5 separate regions of the Mus musculus genome follow, and all the other regions are linked to region 3. The links are chromatin contacts, called in public ChIA-PET and HiChIP or PLAC-seq maps. All regions are on one chromosome and are shown on one strand. Each heading gives the region's core, a stretch centred on a gene start, on an enhancer-like site or on the middle of the called end of the contact. The rest is flanking DNA. Distances are from core to core; before and after follow the strand shown.

Region 1 (4,391 bases), core at 204-2,703, 800 kb before region 3:
TAGTACCTGGTCTCTGCCTGCCAAAATCTGTGCCCTGAGCCTTTCTTTCCCTGTCATCTCCACTGCACATGCATCTTACCTGCATAGACAATAAACCAACCTTTGCCCAGAGCAAAATGACATTCTTCTGAGCATCTTAGCTCATTCTCGGTGATGCCAAGCGGTGTCTGGAAGTGTGGCAGGTGACTGGGGACAAGATCAATCATTCCAGAGGTAGCCAGGAGCGCCTAAGATAAAGAATGCAATTAAAAACCAATCCCAGGATGAACTCAGATACTGCCTGTCTCCTATTGATGGGCGGCTTCTAGCATCAGTGTTTCTGCATGCAAGGGGTCAAACCACAATGTCCATCAGTTAAGTTTAGAAATGAATATGGCTTCCTGTGTGAGCAGCTTCCCATAGAGTAAACAACAGAATAATGCCGCTTGTAAACAACAACAACAAAATGTATTTGAAGCATCAGCTTACAAAAGGACAGACATAAAAGCACTTGGAGCTCCTTTGCACTTTTGCCAGGTGGCAGAGCATGGTGTCCTTTCCACTGAGGTCGGTGGATGCTTCCCGTGACTTCACAGGGAGGCAGAGTGGTGGCTTCGGTCATGCTGACAAGGGAGAGACCATGGGTGGTACTTTTGATGTCCAACCTCAAATTATTCAATCAGGCTCCTTTCTAGTGATAGCAAATTCTATGCATCATCTGCCCATGCCTGAGAGGTGATTAACAGTGTTGTGAGCAGAAAGCATTGAACCACATGATGTAACTGGTTCCTAATGCTCCCTGCAGGTCTCATGCTGAAGGCATGGTTCCCAGCTTATGAGTGGGCTGGAAAATGGGAGGATCCTCTGCAGGGACCGCCTGGGAGGAAGTTACGTCACTGAGGGCGTGCACTAGGAGGGGATTTCAGTAGTGAACCGGCATCTTCGGCTGTGCATTCCTACCACAAGGCGCTACATGAATCACCACAGGCCCAAAGCATCTGAGTCACATGATCATGAGTGGAAACTACTCACAATAAGCCTGTGGGTTTTATTTTTTTTATTTTCTTTTAAGTTGATTATGTCAAGACACAGGAAGAGAGACCTACTATGGGGAGTTGCATCTAGTCACGTGGTGGTCTATGCCGAACAAACATGCTGACTTCTCAAGAAAAAGACCTCCTGAGACCTCCTGTGCACATGCTGAGCTGAGACCCTGTGCACAAGCTGAGCTGTATTTTCGGCCTGGCAGCTTTCAGACCTGAACTGCATTTTCTTCCTTCCTGTGTCTCAAGTCTTCAGTCTTGTTGCTATGGTTTGCATCTGAAGTGTGCTACCACGGGCTCCCGATTTGAATGTTTGGTTTCTGGCTTCTAATGCTATTTTGAAGGCTATGAAACATTCAAGGAGTGGGGCCCAGCTGCTGGAAGGAGGTCACAAGGGTGATTATTCCCTGCCTGACCCACACCTCCAATATGAAGCCAGCTTCTTTTGCTTTCTGGGGGTTACAATGTAAAGAGCTGCTACCTCATGTTCCTGCCACTGTGGACAGGGCTAAGGTTCCAGCTGCCACCTGTTCCCTCCCAGGAGAGATTGCACTCTCCAAAACCAGGAGACACGAGGAATCTTTCCTGCTGGAATGTGTTTTGATGTCTTTGATTTAGAGCAACAAGAAAAGTAACAAATGTGCTCACACTGTCATCTTAGACTTGTTAACCTCTTACATGATGTGAGCCAGTTCCATATGTACACACACACACACACACACACACACACACCCCTTATTGGTTCTCCTTTTTCTGGATAACTCTGATCAATAAATTTCCACTCAATATTACAAAATTTGAATGAAATCCCACCAACTAAATAGAATGTTCTCCTGGACTCGTAAGTTGAATCTTGAGTACCGTGTGTAAACATGCTTTGCCCTGTGTGGACAGTTGTGCTCTACTTCCTATAGATGCAGTGACTCATCCCTGGAAGGACTGAGATAGATAGATGCTCAAAACAGACAATGAGTTCAAAGCTGACCTCTCTACCTCTTGGTAGAGGCAGTCAGGTGAGTTTCACTGGCCTTTAGCTCATTGTGCTAAGCCTCAGTTTCTTCATCTATGAAGTCACAATAATAATATCTACCTCAAATGATTGATACAGCAAAGTGCTTTTCTGTGCATCTAGTACTTAGTAAGTCTACCCAAAGGCAGGCATTGTATGGGGTCTTAAGGAAAGTGGGGGAAATCTGTGTGCTAGAACACGGAAGAGTTGAAAGCCTTATGGGACAACTTTAATAACTGCCACAGCTTTGTTATCTATACTGTAGGATATGGCATACACACACACACACACACACATATATACACACACACATACACACACACACATATATATATAATTGCTCAGGGCAAACAGTCTATTCAACATTGAAAAATGCTTCCTTCTCCCAAGCATCTTATTCACCTTGTGTAGCAGAGAGGATGAGTTGCACTGCTCCAGTAGCTGCAGAGCTGAGCCATGAACTCATCAGCAGGCAAGCAGATAAACAGTGCTTCACATCTTGGATAGATATCGGGGAACTCACCTTTGGTAACGATGAGGAAGAGTTAAAATGCAAATGTACAATTATTGACTAGCTTTCTGAGGCCATGCCTGGTGTATTTCATTCTGAACTTCTTGCTTGGTGCCTTTCAAATCTCTCTTGCTAAATTTGGCTCCTCGAAAATTATTCCTCCAAGGCAGAAAATTGGCAGTCATTTGAGTTTCATTGGCCTTTAGATCACTGTGTTTTTTAACTTGTAATTTTCCATGGCTCTCCATTCTCCATCGAATTTCTATTGTGTACCACATTACCCATGGGGTGGCAACATTGATCTTGACCCATGGTCCACATTCCAAGAATTGTTCCATTAGATAGGCTTCTTTCGGGAATGAGTAGACTATCTCTATCAATTGAAGAATGCTATGTGTAGACAATAAATGACTATTATTAACAATGTTAAAAGCGATACATAGCCGCCATGCTTCTCAGCTGCACTGAAAGTTAACTTTTTATTTCTAACAACTTACATGGAGCATGGGTAAGTAGTCTGCGAGGAAGTTCTCATCACGGCCAATTGCAAGAGGGAAGTACACAACACAAGGGAGAGAGCGAGGAGTCACGCCTTACAGGCAAAGATGGAAAATAAGAACTAAAGGTTAGACCGCTATGCCATAAGTTGTTTGGATGCATTTCAGATGTCTGAGTGGAAGTGTTAAAACAGAAGTTGGAAACAGAAATCTAAAGTTTAGAGAGAGGTTGAGGATGGACACGGACACTGGAGACTCATCAGCATATGTAATAACTAAACACAAGCAACAGAGAGTGTTTCCTAGGGAATAGCTGAGGGAGAGGAGTGGGTCAAGAACTGTTGATTTGAGGAGATGCAACCTAGGGATTGCTGAGAAATGCCTCGGGGGAGGGGGGCTGATGTGGTTGAAACTCAACAAATAAGAAAGGACAAAAGAATGGCTGATGCACTCCAAAGACTTCGTGAAGGCTAGAAGAGAGATGCCAAAACCACCGAGGACATAGGGAACCATCCTGAAAATGGCTTCCACTTAGAGTCGAATAAAAAAAAGATGAGAAAAAACTATCTGTGAAAGATATAAGAATTTTGCTCAGAGCACAAAAATTTGAGTTTCATTTTGGTCAGATGGGAGTTACATAGGTGATCGTCACCATAAATAAATAAATAATAAGATTAAATAAAAGTTTCTAAGATCCTGAATGAGGTAGGTCAAAGAGAATACCAAGTGAGAAAGTGAGTGAATGCATGTAGTTCTGCGATAGCTGTGACCTAATACATGGAGAACAAACAGCCAGAGCAGCAACTTGCGGTGACAGCGACCTAGACTCCACGGAGATACAGTTTAAAGAAAGCCAATGCCCGTAGAAGCAGGACTTGTCTCTCCTTCTTGGTCAGCTAAGATGAGCTTTCACCATGGGTTGCATTCTCTTAAATCATGACCCTCAAGTAAGCTTTTCATCCATTAAATGCTTCTGTTTTCAGCAACAAATAACTAAAATAATTTTAAAATTCAGTACCAGGAGAGGAGTTGTTGGTATGAATTTGACTGTGTAGTTCATAGGAGTTAGGAACTGATTTACAAGAGGAGTGAGGGAAGTTTGAGATTACAGACTGGAGAAGTTCTTGAATGCTGTACCTTGGTAATAAACAACATTTGTATGTTAATGAGAAAAGACATAATGATGGCAGTTTGCTTGCCCCCTACAGTAGAGAACAATCAATATTTTATTCAAACCAACTATCAGACAATCATTATATCCACAAAGGTCAAAATCAAGAAGCAATTTCCAATAAAGTCTATCAAACAAAGTCAATAATTTTTAATAAATTATTAATATAAGTGATGAAGGC
Region 2 (3,969 bases), core at 655-3,154, 630 kb before region 3:
TGCACACATGCCTATGGGTCTGACCTAAGGGGTCAGAGAATAAATAACTTTTTTGAGACAAGGTTTCCCACTGTCCTGGAACCTCACAGAGCACGCTAGGCTAACTGGCCAGTGAGTTCCAGGGATCTGTGAATCTGCCGTTCGCTGAGATGGGATTACAAGGGTGGGCCACTGTACCTGACTTTTACAAAGCGTCTAGAGATCAGTCTCAGGTCCTCATGCTTGCAAGCAAGAGCTGCAGTCACTGAGCCATCTCCTGGGCTCCCCTGATGCTTTTTAACAAGAAACTGCAGTTCTCTGCGACTGATGTACCGATCATGATGACAAAATTTGGCTTAACAATGGCTTGTTTATCACTCATCAAGAATCGCATGATCATGACAATAAGCCGGGTGACCAGTGCAGAATAGAACTCCTTAGTGACAGCCTCAGCTGTGGAGGTCTCTTTACCTGCTCAGAGCAATCATGGAGGCCCTTAGGAGAAACCTGTGTTCTTTCCATATTGGGTGAAAATGAGAGAGCAAGGAGCTCGTGGGAGTCAGGAGGCCCATGCTGCTTGTGTGCTTGGGTAACAGTACATCTGTATGACGGCCATCTGTTCACATTCTTGGACAAACTAAGACTGTAACACAAACCCCTAAGAGTCGGCGAAGTTTCTGCTAGACAACTGTTCATCAGCAAAGAAGCACAAACGGAGACTACCACCGTTCTGGTTCGCCGTGAGAGGCCAAGCTCATTTTATTAACATACATTCTGCATTCTAAGAACTAGTAACTTCATATTGTAAACATTAAGCATTACAGAGTTAAAATTCAAGGCCACATCATATGTTTTGATTGTCTCTTGTGTGTGTGTGTGTGTGTGTGTGTGTGTTTGTTTGTGTGTGGTGTGTCTTTGGCTGGCCGAGGTCAACTCGTAGTGTATAAATGCATAAGTTATATAATTATTATATAAAAAGAAAAAACCCATTGACTTGTAGACTTCGTTCTGACGAACGCACAGCGTTCGCGACTCATTAAGGAAAACTGGAGCCCACCTACCCACAATGCCTGTGTGGTCTCTGACCATGGTGGCTACCAAGGTCACCTCTCGACTGCTCCCGGGAAGGACAAAAGCCTCCACCGAGTGCTGAGGTTCTGAATTTTTGTTAAAAAATATCAGACAATTCCAGTTATGATTTCCTTTTCACAAAGAGACATATTTTTGGTTCTGAATACTACTGCTCCCAGTCCTCCACAAATCTGTGTCCTTACAACACTGACAGCATCAAACATCTCTCAACTCATGCCCTTTGGTCCCAAGGTGCCCTAAATTCAGCTGTGGTGGCTTGAGCAGCTGCCTTCTATCCTTTCCTTTCCTCCTCTTCTCCCTCTTCCTCCTCCTCTCCCTCTCCCTCCTCCTTCTCTCCCCTTCCTCTCTCTCCTCTTCTTCCTCCTCCTCTCCCTCCTCCTTCTCTCCCCTTCCTCTCTCTCCTCTTCTTCCTCCTCCTCTCCCTCCTCCTTCTCTCCCCCTCCACCTCTCCCCCTTCTCCTCTCCCTCCTCCTCCTCTCCCCCTCCACCTTTCCCCCTTCTCCTTTCCCTCCTCCTTCACTCCCTCCCCCAGCCCTTCCTCTACTTCCTCCATTTCAGCTTCTCTCCTACAATCTCATACTCCCAACAACATGCACAGCCCCCACCCACCACATGGCTCACATTTCCCATAATACTGAAAAGGAGATGAGACCCTGGGTCATCTTCACAGTTTGACAGAGCTGGCAGCTCTCTATCAAATGGAACGAATCTGATTTCAAAGAAAACAAGCAAATGCCAGCCAAGAAAGTCCACAGCCATTGTGGTCTGTGGAGGGGCCCGCCATCTCTGTTTTTGTCTGCTTCTTCTTTGGTTTTGACATGGTTTCTATTTTTAAACACAGGTAGTTTCCCTTCAAATGACATCATACATGGTGTGTTAGGCCAAGTCTGTTCCTGTTCTATTGCTTTCACTCAATCCTGGTAGGTCAAGCAAGGTCCCACACTCTACAGTTTGTACACTACTTAAGGCCACTTCCTTGGGCAGTTGTTCTTTTTGGTCAAGCTTTTCTACATACAATGTCTTTGACAAGGGTGGACCACAGGTTATATGTCCATGTACAGTATATTTTGAGCTTCTTCTATTTCTGTAGTAATACTTGGGTGGCACCCACCCTCCCCTGCGAGTCTTTGGTTTTTTTTTCCCCCCCCAGCTTCCTTCCCCAGCTCTGGCCAACCGTTTCCACTCCTCACGAGGCACTTTTGATTTGTGTTCGCTGAGTTTGTGGCGACTGCTAGGCGATTGTACACTGTTGGGAAAGGCCTCCATCTGGTCTCTAGTAGTAGGTGCCCAGGTGAGAGGGCATATGGCTGGCTGGGAGCCTAGTGTTCGGGTAGATGCCCCCAGTCGGTGAATTCCAGTATGGGTTCGGGGAAGCAAAGAAACTGGAAGATGTGACTGGGAGAGCGGGAGGGTGGGGAGACACAAAGTTCATCTTCTGGGGGTGGGCGTGATAGGAGCCCATGTATGGCAGGTCGGAGGGGTACTTGTACAGGGACGACTCAGGAGGGTGGGGCTGCAGGGCCTGGGCAATCCCGTGGAAGTCAAACTTGTAGGCGTAGCGCTTCCCGTGCACCTTGGTCATGATGTTTTTGTCGTAGTAGTAGCGGAGGGCGCGGCTGAGCTTGTCATAGTTCATGTTGGGCTTGCTCTTCCTCTCCCCCCAGCGCCGAGCCACCTCGTCCGGGTCTGTCATCTTGAACTCCCCGTTGGTGCCTTCCCAGGTGATGCAGTTGGAGTTGGAGCTGTCTGACAGGAGTTCGAGCAGGAACTGCCACAGCTGGATCTGGCCACTACCTAATGATCAGGAGGGACACAAAGCCAATCAGAACCAAGGACAGAAGGTTCAGTCCTCAATGATAGACCTCCTGACCAGGTCTGGTCTTCAACCCCAGCCCCATCTCTCTGCTCCTGGGCTGTTGTGACTTTTGACTCTTGGCTCCTCGTTTATCTAGAGAGCAATCCTTGGCTGAACAGGAAGAGCTCCACCCCCAGATATTCCAGGCCACACTGACGAAAGGGGACTACAGGACACGCTGATTCTGAATGCTGCCTGTACCCCGTAGATGCTTAGGAACCAGGCTGGCACACGATGGCTCAGCTTCAAGAAGGCTGGGAGGCTCCTCAGTGTTCCTCCTGCCCAGTGCTGCTTCCTCCCGAGAATGGACCCTTAAGGAGCCACCACTTGGGGATCCTTATCTCTGCCTCCACTTCTAGGACACTTGACCTTGTATGGCAGTCCCTGATTGCTCACACATTGGCCTCATAGAACCAACTTCTCCATGCACACACACACACAGGGAGAACACACCCAGAGCAAAGTTCAGCATGTTTCTTCTACTTTGGAATTCTTCAAAGAGCGCCTGGGTCACCCTGTTTTCAGGGGGATGAACGAGCTACTTTCCCCCCATTTTGTGAGGTGGAAAAGGCCATTCTGTGGATGGCAATAATGGCCTGCCGCCATTTATATTGGCTGGGTAAAGTGAAATAACAGAAGTCAGATTTAGGAAACGAACACCTACGAGTCTATGGAAAAGCAAATAGAGAGTGGAAGTAAACACTGTTGTTTCTAACATAAGACCTGGCGGGTGCTCAGATGGCAGCTCTGTCAGGACTTTTCCTAGGACAGAATTAACCCGCTCCAAATGAGGAAGTTTGGAAAAAGAACTGGCTCTGTTTCAAACTAAGATCGCCCATTCCCAATCCTGGGCCAAATGCAACATGACAGAAACCCATGTGCCACAGTGCTTCTAAAAGACAACAGGCTACGGGTGGAACTCTTTGGAATCAAAGAGACCCTGGCTCAGTCAGAATGAGCAGTGTGTGTGTGTGTGTGTGTGAGAGAGAGAGAGAGAGAGAGAGAGAATGTGTGTCTCTGTGTGTGTACACGTGCATAGATGT
Region 3 (4,123 bases), core at 215-2,714:
TGCGTTGCTTCCTACTGCAATTATAAACTTGGAGCAAGGGTGTGTCTCTAGGAGCACAGCCTCCAGAGATGTTTCTGTCTGTCTTCGGAGAAGCCGAACCTCCCTAACAGCAAGAGACAAAAGTGAACAAATATGACTGTGACCACCAGTTCACTGTAAGAGATGGTGATGGGCAGAATGACAGTCAGATTAAGAGATTAAGTGATAGGTGCTATATAGAGCTGGATGTATAAATAGATGGAAGACAGATGAGATCGATGGTAGACATGTTACTTATAGATATTTATATGGGTAGTAGAAAGGTGCTATATTTACATATACATGGATGGATAAATAGGTAGGTGATAGAAGACAGAGATGAGTGGATAGTTGGATGGATAGATGGTGTTAGATAAAATAATCAGTGTCCTTGGTGCCCTTGCAAATGGATAAAACACTTTCTTTTTATGAGTAAAACTACTAACAAACTTCATACTAGCCTGACACACACAATGCCAGCACCCACAAGCCAGACACAATGTAAAAAGACACTAAAAGCATCTCCAACACTCCAGCCCGCAAAATGCTGAATGTGACCAAGACTTCAAACAAACGTTCAAGCATTTAGCTGTGGCAAAAGTAAGCTAAGACTGACCATCAGACAAATCAGGGCTCTCGGGAAGAGTGTGAGAAGTGAGAGGGAGCTGTCAAATGAAACGAACTGCCAAAAGTGTCTGTCGTTGACACAATCACCGGGAAGTGTATTTTAAAAATCTAGGTGAATTTGACTGTGGACTGGTATGATACTGAAAACGTGTTATTAGCAAACGTGGGGTAGGGAAGGTGCTAAGTTGCCAACACAAACATGACGACCCAAGTTCTGATCCGAGAACCCGCCTAAAAGCTCAGAATGGAGGTACTGAAAAAATAGGAGAATCAACAAAGTTTAATTATGTGCATATTTTATGTGTGGGTTTGCTCTAGAGTACAAATAATTGAGACAGCATGCTTAGGAAGACGTGTGGGGAGTCCTAATCGGAAACTCGTAGGGGTGGTGGGAGAGGAAATGAATGTGGTAAAACCTTGACCAAGGAAGGGGCTGGCGTGACCTGACTTCTGTGTCTGAAAGTAGTTTTGAAAGAAATACGGCCGACATGCGGCGTGACCTAAAGTGCACGGTGGAGGGCGAGCATCGCTGGGCTGCCGACGTCCCAGCGTGAACGCAGGGCACCCTGCAGGCCGACACCGCCTGACGCTCGCAGCCTTCCGGGAGCCTGACCTCTTCCGCGCCAGCTGCCGCCGGACCTCCCGGTCCTCCGGCGTGTCCCGCCTGCTCTGCTCCTCCTCCTCTTCTTCCTCCTCAGTCCCAGCTCTGCACGGCGCCTTCACCACCTCGCCAAAGAACGTGGCAGCCATGGTCCCTCAGCTCCGCGCGGCCAGACAGCGCATGCGCGCCGGCCCGCAGTCACGCCCCCTCCAAGCCACGCCCCCACCCCGCCTCCGAGCGAGGATACGCCTTCCGTGGGGGGAGGGGGGAGAACCTAAGAGCTTCCGGTCCGCCGCGAGAAATGTCCCGCGGCGCGCTTCCGTCATCCTGTTAACCGGGGCACGCAGCGCCCGCTCCACACCCGGCGACCCTCCTGCAAGGACCCACCCGTGGAGGAAACCCAGAGCTGCGGGTGAAGCACAGACAGCTCCAGGGTTGATGACTGCAAGCGGATTCAGAGAACATGAGTGAGGCTGCAAGGCTAGGCTTTTTAAAACCTGGCCATATGTAACTCATAGACCGTGTTTTCTACTTTAATGACAGGAAGAATGTGTGTTTCTGGTTTGTGTGCTGGAAGACAAAGAGCTCCACCGAATGCTGCTCCCACGAGAAAAAGGGTAACTGGCACCTCAGTGGGAAATAAAAACACATTCTAGATTTGCTTGTGAGGAAATGGAGACTGCATTGCCCAGGGTAAAATGTTTGGGGATCAGAGGGTCCTTTAAAAATCAAAACTCTTGGAAAGTTGTTTAAAAATCTCTCACAATGTAGAAAAACGATGCTTCAAGTCTACTGGGAGGAAAAAGCATATCAATCTTAACATACATACTCACTGGTTAATAAAAAGCAGATGAATGCCGGGCAGTGGTGACACACACCTTTAATCCCAGCACCCGGGAGGCAGAGGCAGATGGATTTCTGAGTTCAAGGCCATCATGGTCTACAGAGGGAGCTCCAGGACATCCTTTGGCTACACAGAGAAACCCTGTCTAGAAAAACCAAAGAAATAAATAAAAAGCAGATGTATACCAACTAGAACACTTTGTGTGTAACTATAGCACACACACAAGATTCTCAGTGTGGTGTCTTTAAGACTCAGATTCCAGGGTTAGTAGAAGCGAGCTGAAGAGCAGATGTCCCTGGCTGTCTCTTTGCTGGTTTCTTAAGCGGATACTTTGCTGATAAAGATACTCGATTTGATTTCTCACTCACACATGAAAAAAGCACCAACAGAAATCTGAAGCGTGTTGGTAAATCATAGGGAAGTGGTGGCTTGTCGGCACACATTTGCAGGAGGGATTTTACTACAGTGTTACTCCATTCAGTCACAATAAAGAGACCAAACACTTTAAAGGGTAAATAAAAATATGTTCCAATTAAAGGCCAGAAAGGGATTCCATTATAAAAGGCTGGACAGGATCAGACAGCAAGATGTAACTTCAGATCTTCAATTCACACTGCCAAAATTCACAGGTCTTCATTAGACTGATATATTTTCATTTCATGGCATTTCTTGAGGATATAATTGCTCAATAAGTAATTCTATGACATTTGGGATTGGACATTTAAATTTTTCATTAAAGCTCAAAATAAATAAATAAATAAACCAAACCCATGCACCAAAGAGGAGGAAGGGAACTCTTCCTGTGCTTGTAGCAAGATGCTGAAGATTTCAGAGTGAGTTACAAAAAGACACACACTATGTTAGAATTCTGAGTTGTGTTTTTGTTTTAAGCAGGCATGCAACCACAAACAAGTTTCTCAAGTAATCTGGACACTTTGGCCATACATATAACTGAAAAAAATGTGCATTACTGTTAATGAAAAATACACACCCCTAGGTTCCATTGTTTTTTTGATTTATACATGCAAGTTATGCCTAATAGTCACAGCTATTTTTAATTGGAAAAACAAACTGTTGAAGACAAGTTTCTCCAGTAACATGATAAAAAGACTTGACAGTACATTCACAGGTCACATCTGGTGACCTTAATGTCAACAAATAGCCATGAACAACGAACTAAAGTCCACATCCTCTGTAGGCAAAACATTTGTAGCACAACGACCAGAGGCCAGACTCCCCGACACTTGGCTTGTTAGTGAGCCTGAAATGAACCTGCAGTGTCACATTCTAACTTCTAAGGAACAGCAGAGAAACGTAAGAAATAGGATCCAACTGCATCACCTTAAGCGATGAGTGCATCTTGTTCTAATTTCTGACCACAAGTCTGGCCTTTACATCTTTGCTGCTACATAGAAGAAATAAAGTGTAATAGTCACATTGAGAACTTTCTTAGAAAGATACATTCCCTGAATTACTCATACCAGGTAGCTATCATTCAGTATGAATTCCAATGTTATAAATAAGACATTAATGACAGTCTTTCCCACACTCCTCTTCAGAAGTCAGTAACACCCCAGGATTTACTCTCTCAGTTCCCAGGGATGTGCACTACATAAATCAGACCCAGTTAAAATTCAGCAGTCACATGGGCTTACTGCTCCCTCCTTTGGAAATGGCCTAGTTTTCAGTCTGTGAGGGCAAACCATTGAAATTAGCATTGTTTCCCCATATATCCCACATGCTTTTATTTCTCTAGAGGACCAAGCTGCGTCAAGCCTTTGCTTTACATTCAGTGGGTCCTTCTGCTTTCTCACCTGACAACACAATCCACATCTCCTACCTCCTTGGAACACCCTATGCTGTGCTGTGTAGAGCTAACTGGAAGCCATCATCCCACTTTGACCCAGAGTAATGGCTTTCACAAAATTGTTCAAAAGGTGCTGGGACGGCTTATGGTTGGGAGCGGACTTCAGGGCAGGCATTGGAGCTGCTGACAATTCCCGGTAACCTTTCTACCTCGGAGTAGGCTGGGC
Region 4 (4,529 bases), core at 856-3,355, 590 kb before region 3:
AGCCTTAGTACATAAAGAAGAAAACAACTGAGGAAGACATCTGATACCAACCTCTGGTGCTTACACACTGCACACTGGCATTCCTAACAAACAGCAGAGAGAGAGACAGAGAGAGAGACAGAGAGACAGAGACAGAGGTAGACAGAGACAGAGAGAAAGAGAGCTACAGAGAAAGGCACACAGAGAAAGACAGAGGCAGACAGAGAGACAGAGATACAGAGAGAGGCAGACAGAGAGACAGAGAAAGACAGACAGAGAGAGGCAGAGACAGACAGAGACAGAAAGAAAAAAGACAGAGACACAGAGATACACGGAGATAACGAGACAGGGATAGAGACAGACAGACAGAAGAGACAGATAGAATTTGCTCCTCAGTCATGCAAGCACGCAGCAGGAAGCTACCCTCAGTGATCAGGAAGCAGGTGCTCACCAGACACCAAATCGGTCGGTGACCCGGTGCTGGGTTTCTCAACCTCTGGGAATAAGAGGAATATACTTATGCTGCTTATAAGCCAACCTATCTTGGGTATTTCTGTCATAGACACCCAAGCGGACTCATTGGAAAGTCTCCCAGCACAGCCACAGTCTGGAGGGCAGCAGAGCTCAATTAGGAGGCAACTTGCTTGCCAATTCATGTCGGAGCCCTGAGGCAGAAGGGAGCAAGTGCCCAGGAATATCACTGCCCCCAGATCATGCCCAACGCTCGCCAAGTACAAGAAGCATATGAATAGCAAACCCAAGCTGAAAGAGAAGCCAGGCCTGCGGATAGCTTCAAGTGTTCAACAAGAGTTGGTTGCACATAGGTACACAAAGCACTGATTCTAACACAGTGACACACAGAAACTGTAAAGAGTGTGCACCTGACACAGGACTTTGAAGCTTGATTTCAAGTTCAGTGAGTATCCACTGAAGGCCACTGTAAAGGGCCCACCTGGGGGCTCCTTGTCACATTTAAGACTTTTAGGTGCAGTGCCTGTTAGCATCTGTTAGCCTCCAACACAAGAAGACATGAGATCAGGGAGAGGAGAGGCATACAACACTCTCCAGGGACCCTGATGTCTCTGGCAGCAAAGAAAATGTCCCCCTATGAGGGGAGGCCCAGAGAGGGAGATGTGAGGCTGGGGACAAGCTGCCTATGGTAGGCGAGCTTAAGCTGGCTATACAACCTTCAGAAAGTCAAAGAACTTCATCAGAAAAGCATGAGTCTAGTTGTAATCACGCCCTCTTGTAGTCTTACTGAGGAAACTGGACATCCTCTATCCTAAAATAACTTCTAAGCTCTCTCCCAATGCCATGCAGCAGATCTCACATTTAAGCTTTGTCATCATGGGTCCTAGGCATTCTCTAGGTTTAGAACACCTGCTGCCAATCTTTGGAGATATTTTTTGTCATTGTTAACTGCATGTTTTAGGCAGGGTCTCATGTAGCCCAGGTGGATCTCAGCTCTACCATGTAGCTTAGGCTGGTCTTGAACTCCTGATCCAACTGCCTCTGCCTCCTGAGTGCTGGGATTATAGCCACCTTGATGTTCTTAGGCAACTGTAGGGCTCACACTTAGGGCTGTGTGCATGGGAGAGACAGAGACAGGCAGAGAAAAACAGAGACAGAGACAGACAGGGAGACAGAGATATAGAGAGAGTCAGTCAGACAGACAGACAGACAGACAGAAGTAACAGAGAGAATTTACCCCCACACTCTACAACCTTCTAGACCACCTGAGCTGCATTCTCCTTCACAGACTGTATGCTCCTATAGCTCTATCTTCGTGCCAGTAGGAACAGTAATGTTGACAAAACTTGCAGAAAGTCAGGGTCCCACTTATACACCATGAGCATGTGGAGTCAGATATTTTTGAAGGGGGTAATGCCATCTTGCTCAGTACTTGGTGACACCAGCATCCTTTGGCCTCCATTCCCAGATACCTAGGAAACTCTCAATTGCAAAAATCCTCTGTGCTATGACCCACTGGTGGAATGGGTAAAGGTCTGCTCCACCAATGGAGGCAGAGAGCCTGACATTTTCCCTGGTATTGGTCAGAGCCAAGTCACAGTGTGAAGGCTGTCACCCAAGAGGAACCTGGGCTGTGAGCCCAGGGTGCTTCCGAGCTCTGGTCTGTCCACAGTGTGCTTGGTTTGTAGTCTATATCCTGTCCTGGCTTCCTTCCTGCTTCACACAGCTCATCCCGGTTGCAGAGCACGCCACCTCCTTTTACAGCCCGCAATGTCTCTCCCTGACCTCTACCACTCTACTCCTCTGCAGAGCCCCAGGACCGCACACCCCAGAGCCCTGTATGTGCATCAGGTTCTCAGCCTCAACACAGGCACCAGGAAGACCTGTGGACTCTGAGTAACTCAGAGTTCTCCTTCACCTGCAAGCGTCCAGGCTGGCTCTGCAGTGAAGCTGCTGGTCTTCACAGGCATGTTCTGCAAACTCACCTTCTGCTACCCTCCCTCCTGGTCACTACATGTGGGCCCTCTTGTGACCCTAGAGAATATCTCTGGTTGACCACAGGGCCTTTGCACAGAGCATTCCTTTAACCTGGGATATCCTCCACTGTGTAATCGAGAGAGTTCTTTCTTTGTTATTGGGTCTTTAACCAAATTCCACTTTCTAAGAGGTAACCTTTTTGGACCATCTTGCCTGGAATTGCCTTACTTTTCACCTTAGTGTTTGCTCTGATCTGCGCTGCTGTGTATTTTGACAAGTCAGCTGATCAAATGGTGACCTTCTTCCTTTAGAAAGCCAGCAGCAAAGAATCTTGATTGCTACATTTTTAGAACAGTGACTGTATATATAGTAGGTGCTTAACAAACTCAGCTGAACGAGTGACTGTATGCCACCATCATGTCTGAGGTCAAAGGGCCAACCAACCAAGTGACCCACTCCTCATTCGATGACCTTCACCACACTTCATGGGGCACACTGTTAATGTATCATATTGTGGGGTAGGGGGTGTAGCTCAGTTGGTAGCTTACTTGCCTAACGGGCCTGAGGTGCTAGATTCAGTTCCCAGTAGTTCATAAATCGGGGGTGGTGGCACTTCCTGTAATCCCAGCCTCTTCAAAGGCAGAAGCAGGAAGAGCAGGAGTTCAAGTCCACCCTCAGCGACACCACACAGTCTCGCCTTTGGACACATGGAACTCTTTATCAAGTTAAATAAACAAGTATTTTAAACTATTGCACCCAAAGCATGTCACTATCCAACCACAGGCTGGAGGGAGGCAGGTCCCACCCCTCCTCTTCCCAGGCTGCACTGAGAGGCAAGGCCCAGGGAACATCATCTTTCACCTCTTTGACTCCGCCAAGCACAGGGTCCATGGGGTGAGTTACAGAAGATGCCACCCCATGCAGACAGACAGACACACCTCCAGCGCAGCCCCCCTCTACTTGCTGAGCTGACCCGGCTCACTGGGCCTGTACCTAGATACTGGGTTTTTGTTTCTCACCTCCCTCAACGATGCCCAATGCTACCTCTCAGCCACCAGAAAACCAGAGTGCCCTGCCGTGTTCCTTCAACTGCTGTGAAGACTTAGACCAGAACCTGGGGATCTCCATAGGTTGAGCTCCTGACCCCCAGGTCCTGCTTCAGGACCTCGCTTTGAGAGCACCACCTCAAGGAGACACTCATCTGACAGAATTAATGAGTTCATGGCTCCAAGAGGTTGGAGAGCAAACCTGGGAGTAGAGCAACCAGCTTGGGACCCCAGCTCATTAAATACCAGTAGCTGTGGATCCTTAGGCAAGACACGAAGGATCGTCATCAAGAAATATGGTACATAAATACACAGGCTATTTTTCAATCCATAAAAAGAGTAAAATTATGTAGTTTGCAGAAAAATAAGATAATTGGAAATAATCATAGTAAGTGAACAAGTCTTTCTCAGAAAGACAGATTTCACGCTCTCTCTCATTTGTGGTTCTTATAGATTTTGTACCGACACACAAAACCACACATGCACACGTGACATATAACTGTCCAGATTGGCAAAAGAGTGTGGAGGGCCAAGAAAAGGGATGAGGGGTGTCTGGGGATATGTGCTCAATATGTAATACACATTTCTATGAATTTTAAAATTAAAGCAAAAAAGCAGAAGAAATCCCATCCCAGGTGGCAGGAAAGGCACTGCCCACAGCAGCTGTTGGATCTGGCTGCCTGGACCGGGGGTGCACAGAGCCGGGGAACACAGCCTGCTGGGCAGAGCCCCAGCACCTGGCAATGGCAGGCAGTTGGTGTGGCCACGCCTTAGGGTAGACTATCTCTGGCCTCCATGGCCAGCCTAGAGGGAACCATGGCTATCCCACTGCCATTGGAGTTGTGGGAGGCTGGCAGTCAGGAGAGCCTGGTGCACCAGGGTTCCCTTGTGTACAGTGCTAGCAGCAGGTTTCAGTTTTGTACACCACCAGACTCCCGTCGTGCAAACCCCAGGGGTGTTCCTCGGAGAGAGGTCTGAGTGAAGAAGGGGGAGAGACAGGGTTATCACTAAACCCTGAGGCTGGGTCATGACGGCCACTGACTACAGGACAACTTA
Region 5 (4,526 bases), core at 1,578-4,077, 540 kb before region 3:
CACACATGGACACAGGCACACACACATATACATATGTACACATCTGTACACACACACATACTCACACATATGCACATACACACACGCACACATACACACTTGAGTGTGTGCCAGCCAGCCAAGCCCATAGCATCTCTGCTTGATGTCCCCTATCACATTTTCCAGAACTAAGCACGCATTGTTTCTACTAAGTGTTTGAAGTAATAGTGCTGATGTTGATGTTATAGTTGGATTCTGATGTGGCACTTTAAAGCATAAATAATTTTACTTGGCTTTGGCATTTCTTTTCTGAAACTCTCAGCACTTATCTGCACACAACAGCATGGCACCTGTTCCTCCCAGGGCTGAGTTCCACAACACCCTGCCGAAAGACGACACGGGGCCAGGCGGAAACCCCTGACCTGAGTTTTCATTACTGACGCCTGAGGCAGATCAAGGAAGTTCATACTTGAGCTGAAGACATGTAAGCCAGTCACCAACAGACTGGAATCAGGAACCTCTACCCCTTGGATACAGCCAAATAAGGAAAGAATTCTTAGGACAGCGTGGAGCCGAGTAGTAGAGCGCTTGCCTAGCATGCATGAAACTCTGGGTTCCATACCCAGTACCTCAGGAAATAATCATATTATGTAGATATTCTTAAGCCAGCAATGTGGTTCACACCTATAATTGTGACCATGGGGAGGCTGAGGCAGGAGGATTGCCTTGAGTTCTAGGCCATCCTGAGGTACAGAGTAAGACCATGTCTAAAACTCAAAAAAGTTAAAACAACCACCAAAAGCAATCCCTGTCGCCAAGCAAACACAAGAGGAGGCAAGATGTCACCGTCAAGATTTCCAGCAGTTCACCGTCTAGCTACTTCTTGTGACGGGATGGCTGTTTGCTGGATTTTTTTTTCACATAAGAACAGATGACAGAGTAGATGATTACAAGAACTCTCACTACCCAGAGTCTTAATGTGTTCCAGACCATTCAGTACACCATTGTCCTCTGCAGAGAAACAGCGCTGCAGATACAGGACACAACCCGCATAAGGAGACCTCCGAGGACAGTGAGACAGAAGCCCCAAGGACAGGGAGAAACCTGCTTTTTCTCCATGCTTCCAGAGCCCGGTTGCTCTGAGCATCTGAGTTGTTGTGCCTGTTTATTTAGCGCAAGGCCTGCCAGGTGGCTCAGGGTGTCATGGTGTCAAACAGGATCCCAAACTCAACGTCCTTAGAGCTACATGTTTTAAACCATCTTGTGTGCCCTTAAGCACGAAGTCTATTTAATTCATCTTATTTCAGTAGGATCAGGAAAGAAATGGGACTTTACGATGACTACATTATTTTGACCTCTTACCTCCTTTGTATAAGGAATTTAAGTTAATATGCATTGTTTTGGTACTTGTCGGCCCCTGCAGTTTGCCAGCCCCTACTGACAAAGCTAAAGTGTGTATGTTATTACTAAGAACAAAGCCCTGCGGCTTCCTAAGAATATAGACACAAACAAACCAGGGCAAGCAGGAGAGAGGGGAACTGAAACAGAAGGAAGTGTGAGCGACAAAGGGAGATGCAGCTCACCTCCAGCTCCAGTCAGGGTCCATGGAGACACACACGGGGAAACATACTGGGTCAAACAGTGGGTAAGCATAAAAGGGAAAAGTACAGATCACCCTGTAAACAGAGACAGGGTCATACGAAAAGGTACAAGATGCTGAAACCAATTCAGATCAAATGAAGAGAAGGACCTTCCATGCTTCTCCAACCGTGACAACGGTGACATCAAATATCCGAGAAGCTGTGGGCAAATCAGGGCCTCTAGCGAAAGTCTATGAAATGGGCCAAATCTCTAAATTTGGCAAAGATTTTAAAGGTACACATTAATTACAGGCGGCCCCAGAGTTTCTGTTTTAAGCAAAAATACACTCTTTAAAAAACAAAAAACAAAAAAACAGGTAGAGGATGCATAGCAGTGCCGCTATGAGAGTATGAAGGGAGGGAACTTCCCATGACACAACATCAGCTGTAAATGATATCTATTTTATATAGAATACAAAATTCACAAAATCATGCTTATTAAAAACTTAAAGTGATGTGGTGGTGAAATGTGTATGAATTAGTATCAACAACAACAACAACAACAAAAACAAAAACAGAACAGTTAGCTGTATAGAAGAACAAAGAGGCACATACAATCAGAAAGATCACACCACAGGTCAGCAGCCTGGGTGGCCTGCTGGGATGTGGAGAATCTAGATTATAACATCTCTGTGTTCTCCTTAGAATGAAAATGCCTTTCATTCTACATCTGTAAATTGTACAAAGCAAAATTATGCCCCCCCCCACACACACAAATGTTCATGGAGAACTCTAGACAGTGAAGGACCCCAGGACCCTTCTTATTATGCTACCAAGGAGTGATACATCATTCAAGTCTCTTGGGGTCACTAAATGTAGTCCTGGGTCTCTGAATAGAGGAAGCGACAGGCTAACCATGTCACCTGAGCAGCCAAAGCACTCTACCTTCACCTACTGCAAGAGGACGCTAATCACCAGCTCCCACCGTCCCCCTAGCCCAGGATATTCTGCCACAGGCTTGGAGGCTGTGTTATGACTTCTGGAAGTGACCCCACTGTTCACTCTGTCTGTGAAAACATCCAGGCAGAGTCTGTGGCTGGGGGCTTTCCTCCTGAAGAAATACGTAGAGGACAAAGAGTGGCATCAGAAAGCACGGCAGTTCATCACAAAGGATGACAAAGACATGAGTCCCAAGCACAGCATCTGTCACTTACTGCTTGTCTGCTATAGGCTCTACAGATAGCTCACGACAGCATGAGGCTGGGTTGCCACACTGATGGTGAGAAAGATGGGGTCACACAGAGTCACCAAACAGCTGAGCACTTAAATGCAAGGTGTATGTGCCCATATAACATAAGATATGGCCTCTGGAGTGATCTGATGGTGTTCCCAGACAGGGCAGGAAGCAATGCCCTTCATCTTACCATAGCTGACGTTTCTGTAGCAACTGGACCAGACTGGCCACAGTGGTTGACACCACACACTGTCAATACCATTTGCAAATTTCTGAGACTACACATTTCAGAGACTCCCGTGGATCTCCACAGAGTCTTATGAACACTAGTGGCTAAATCAATGCCTCTCAGCTGCAGGAAACTCACATAAGTAACATTGTCCTTAAGGCATGAGGAATAGTTGCTTTTCCGGTTTTATTGTATTTTCTATGTATCCTTTTCTAAGAAACACTGGCGCGAATGTGTGTGTGTGCACGCTTGGGAATATGTTTTTAAATATCAAGGTCTGTTTTTCAGAAGGAAAAATAATAATGAAATAAAGGAGATACAGATAATGAAAAAATCATTTTGTTCTAGAACATTTCTCAGAGAGTGGGAGTCCTCCTGTGGGTTAAATGACACCCAGAGAGTCAACCACTTTCGATTCTGCTTGCTGGGGCCACGAGTCAGGATGCTGGTGGGCATAGGTGCTTGTGCATTCACACACACACACACACACACACACACACACACACACACACACACACACACAGAGAGAGAGAGAGAGAGAGAGAGAGATTGAGATTCATCCATGTGCAGCTATAACTGCTGTATCATAGAAGACAGCTTGGATCTCAGAGTGACCCTAAATACCCTAAATGCACACAGAAAAGTTATAGCGAGAAGCTGTCTTTTCAATGAACTTGGGCTAGAACAGAAGGGGAGGGCTGCCCTGTGCTCTGGGATGTGGCAGTTACCAAGAACAACAACACCCAGCACCTGGAGTTTCTTCCAGTGTCACAGAATCCCCCACAACGCAGAACGAGGGAGGCCATGTCTAGTCCCCGGATGCCGGAAGGTAGACGAGGAAAACGGCTGCAGCAAGCACAGCTTTAGCTAAGTTCTGTAACCACATCCATGAAAAGCCCATGCAGAGTTGACCTGTCCCTCACCATCCTCAGCTCAGAGGGCTGTGGGCCTCCTTAGGAACTTTCCAACTGTTCAGAGCCTGCTCGCCTAGGCACCTTAGGAAATTTCTATATCCTGTCTGATTCCTGAACTGCTTCCACCCAAGCTGCTGTTTAAACACGTTCCCTCCATGCCCTTCCACGTACACACACACACACCACAAACCTACAGACACATATCACCAATCCATACACACATGTGCAAACACACAAATCTACAGATACACACATACACATGCATGCATACAAGATTCAACTTTATTTTTTTGTTAGATATTTTCTTTATTTACATTTCAAATGCTATCCCGAAAGTTCCCTATACTCTCCCCCCGCCCCATCCTACTCCCCTACCCACCCACTCCCATTTCTTGGCCCTGGCATTCCCCTGTACTGGGGCATATAAAGTTTGCAAGACCAAGGGGCCTCTCTTCCCAATGATGGCCATTAAGGCTTGCAACCTAGGCTTCACCGCCTCCTAAACTGTTCAGGATAAGACTGTTTCTACCATAACTCTATTCCATTCCCCTCCACCAATGCTTTTTAAAGCAGGATGCTATGTACAGACC

What was found. ChIA-PET counts read pairs in DNA pulled down with a chosen protein or histone mark. HiChIP or PLAC-seq counts read pairs in DNA pulled down with a chosen protein or histone mark.
Region 1: a contact with region 3 is called in an RNA polymerase II ChIA-PET map of memory CD8 T cells, with 10 read pairs. The contact joins the enhancer-like site here to the promoter of Psmg1 in region 3. A contact is called at or near these places in 2 of 39 promoter capture datasets (the C10 cell line and pre-B cells) and 3 of 115 datasets of contacts at active chromatin or transcription factors (astrocytes, large pre-B cells and memory CD8 T cells).
Region 2: an H3K27ac HiChIP or PLAC-seq map of acute myeloid leukemia shows a contact between it and region 3, with 4 times the contacts expected there. The contact joins the enhancer-like site here to the promoter of Psmg1 in region 3. A contact is called at or near these places in 5 of 39 promoter capture datasets (the 3T3-L1 cell line, the C10 cell line, liver and 1 more) and 3 of 115 datasets of contacts at active chromatin or transcription factors (acute myeloid leukemia, astrocytes and embryonic stem cells).
Region 4: a contact with region 3 is called in an H3K27ac HiChIP or PLAC-seq map of acute myeloid leukemia, with 4 times the contacts expected there. The contact joins the enhancer-like site here to the promoter of Psmg1 in region 3. A contact is called at or near these places in 2 of 39 promoter capture datasets (the C10 cell line and pre-B cells) and 3 of 115 datasets of contacts at active chromatin or transcription factors (acute myeloid leukemia, astrocytes and craniofacial prominence).
Region 5: a contact with region 3 is called in an H3K27ac HiChIP or PLAC-seq map of DN3 thymocytes, with 5 times the contacts expected there. The contact joins the enhancer-like site here to the promoter of Psmg1 in region 3. A contact is called at or near these places in 11 of 39 promoter capture datasets (the C10 cell line, HPC-7-derived erythroid cells, cranial neural crest and 8 more), 4 of 115 datasets of contacts at active chromatin or transcription factors (DN3 thymocytes, astrocytes, cardiomyocytes and 1 more) and 1 of 9 other capture datasets (macrophages).

Annotation. Positions count from the first base shown.
Region 1 is chr16:95,188,383-95,192,773 of GRCm38.p6, forward strand. It overlaps Gm31641 (predicted gene, 31641), which reads right to left. Exons shown (of 5, transcript NR_153766.1): 4 at 101-227. Among named protein-coding and RNA genes, the nearest start is that of Gm31754, 50 kb to the right of the region's middle. Within about 2 kb of position 1,454, at least 27 of the 459 cell types and tissues checked have an H3K27ac peak or open chromatin away from gene starts, as enhancers often do. A contact at or near this core is called in memory CD8 T cells, where this site is marked.
Region 2 is chr16:95,358,462-95,362,430 of GRCm38.p6, forward strand. It overlaps Erg (ETS transcription factor), which reads right to left. Exons shown (of 11, transcript NM_133659.3): 11 at 708-2,865. The coding sequence ends at 2,345. Among named protein-coding and RNA genes, the nearest start is that of Gm31641, 100 kb to the left of the region's middle. Within about 2 kb of position 1,905, at least 36 of the 459 cell types and tissues checked have an H3K27ac peak or open chromatin away from gene starts, as enhancers often do. A contact at or near this core is called in acute myeloid leukemia, where this site is marked.
Region 3 is chr16:95,989,496-95,993,618 of GRCm38.p6, forward strand. Psmg1 (proteasome (prosome, macropain) assembly chaperone 1) reads right to left here and starts at 1,465. Exons shown (of 7, transcript NM_019537.3): 1 at 1,259-1,465; 2 at 1-103. The coding sequence starts at 1,395. It overlaps Brwd1 (bromodomain and WD repeat domain containing 1), which reads right to left. Exons shown (of 42, transcript NM_145125.3): 42 at 2,597-4,123. The coding sequence ends at 4,103.
Region 4 is chr16:95,401,501-95,406,029 of GRCm38.p6, forward strand. All of the region lies in intron 3 of Erg (ETS transcription factor), which reads right to left. Among named protein-coding and RNA genes, the nearest start is that of Erg, 130 kb to the right of the region's middle. Within about 2 kb of position 2,106, at least 22 of the 459 cell types and tissues checked have an H3K27ac peak or open chromatin away from gene starts, as enhancers often do. A contact at or near this core is called in acute myeloid leukemia, where this site is marked.
Region 5 is chr16:95,452,229-95,456,754 of GRCm38.p6, forward strand. All of the region lies in intron 2 of Erg (ETS transcription factor), which reads right to left. Among named protein-coding and RNA genes, the nearest start is that of Erg, 76 kb to the right of the region's middle. Within about 2 kb of position 2,828, at least 30 of the 459 cell types and tissues checked have an H3K27ac peak or open chromatin away from gene starts, as enhancers often do. A contact at or near this core is called in DN3 thymocytes and neutrophils, where this site is marked.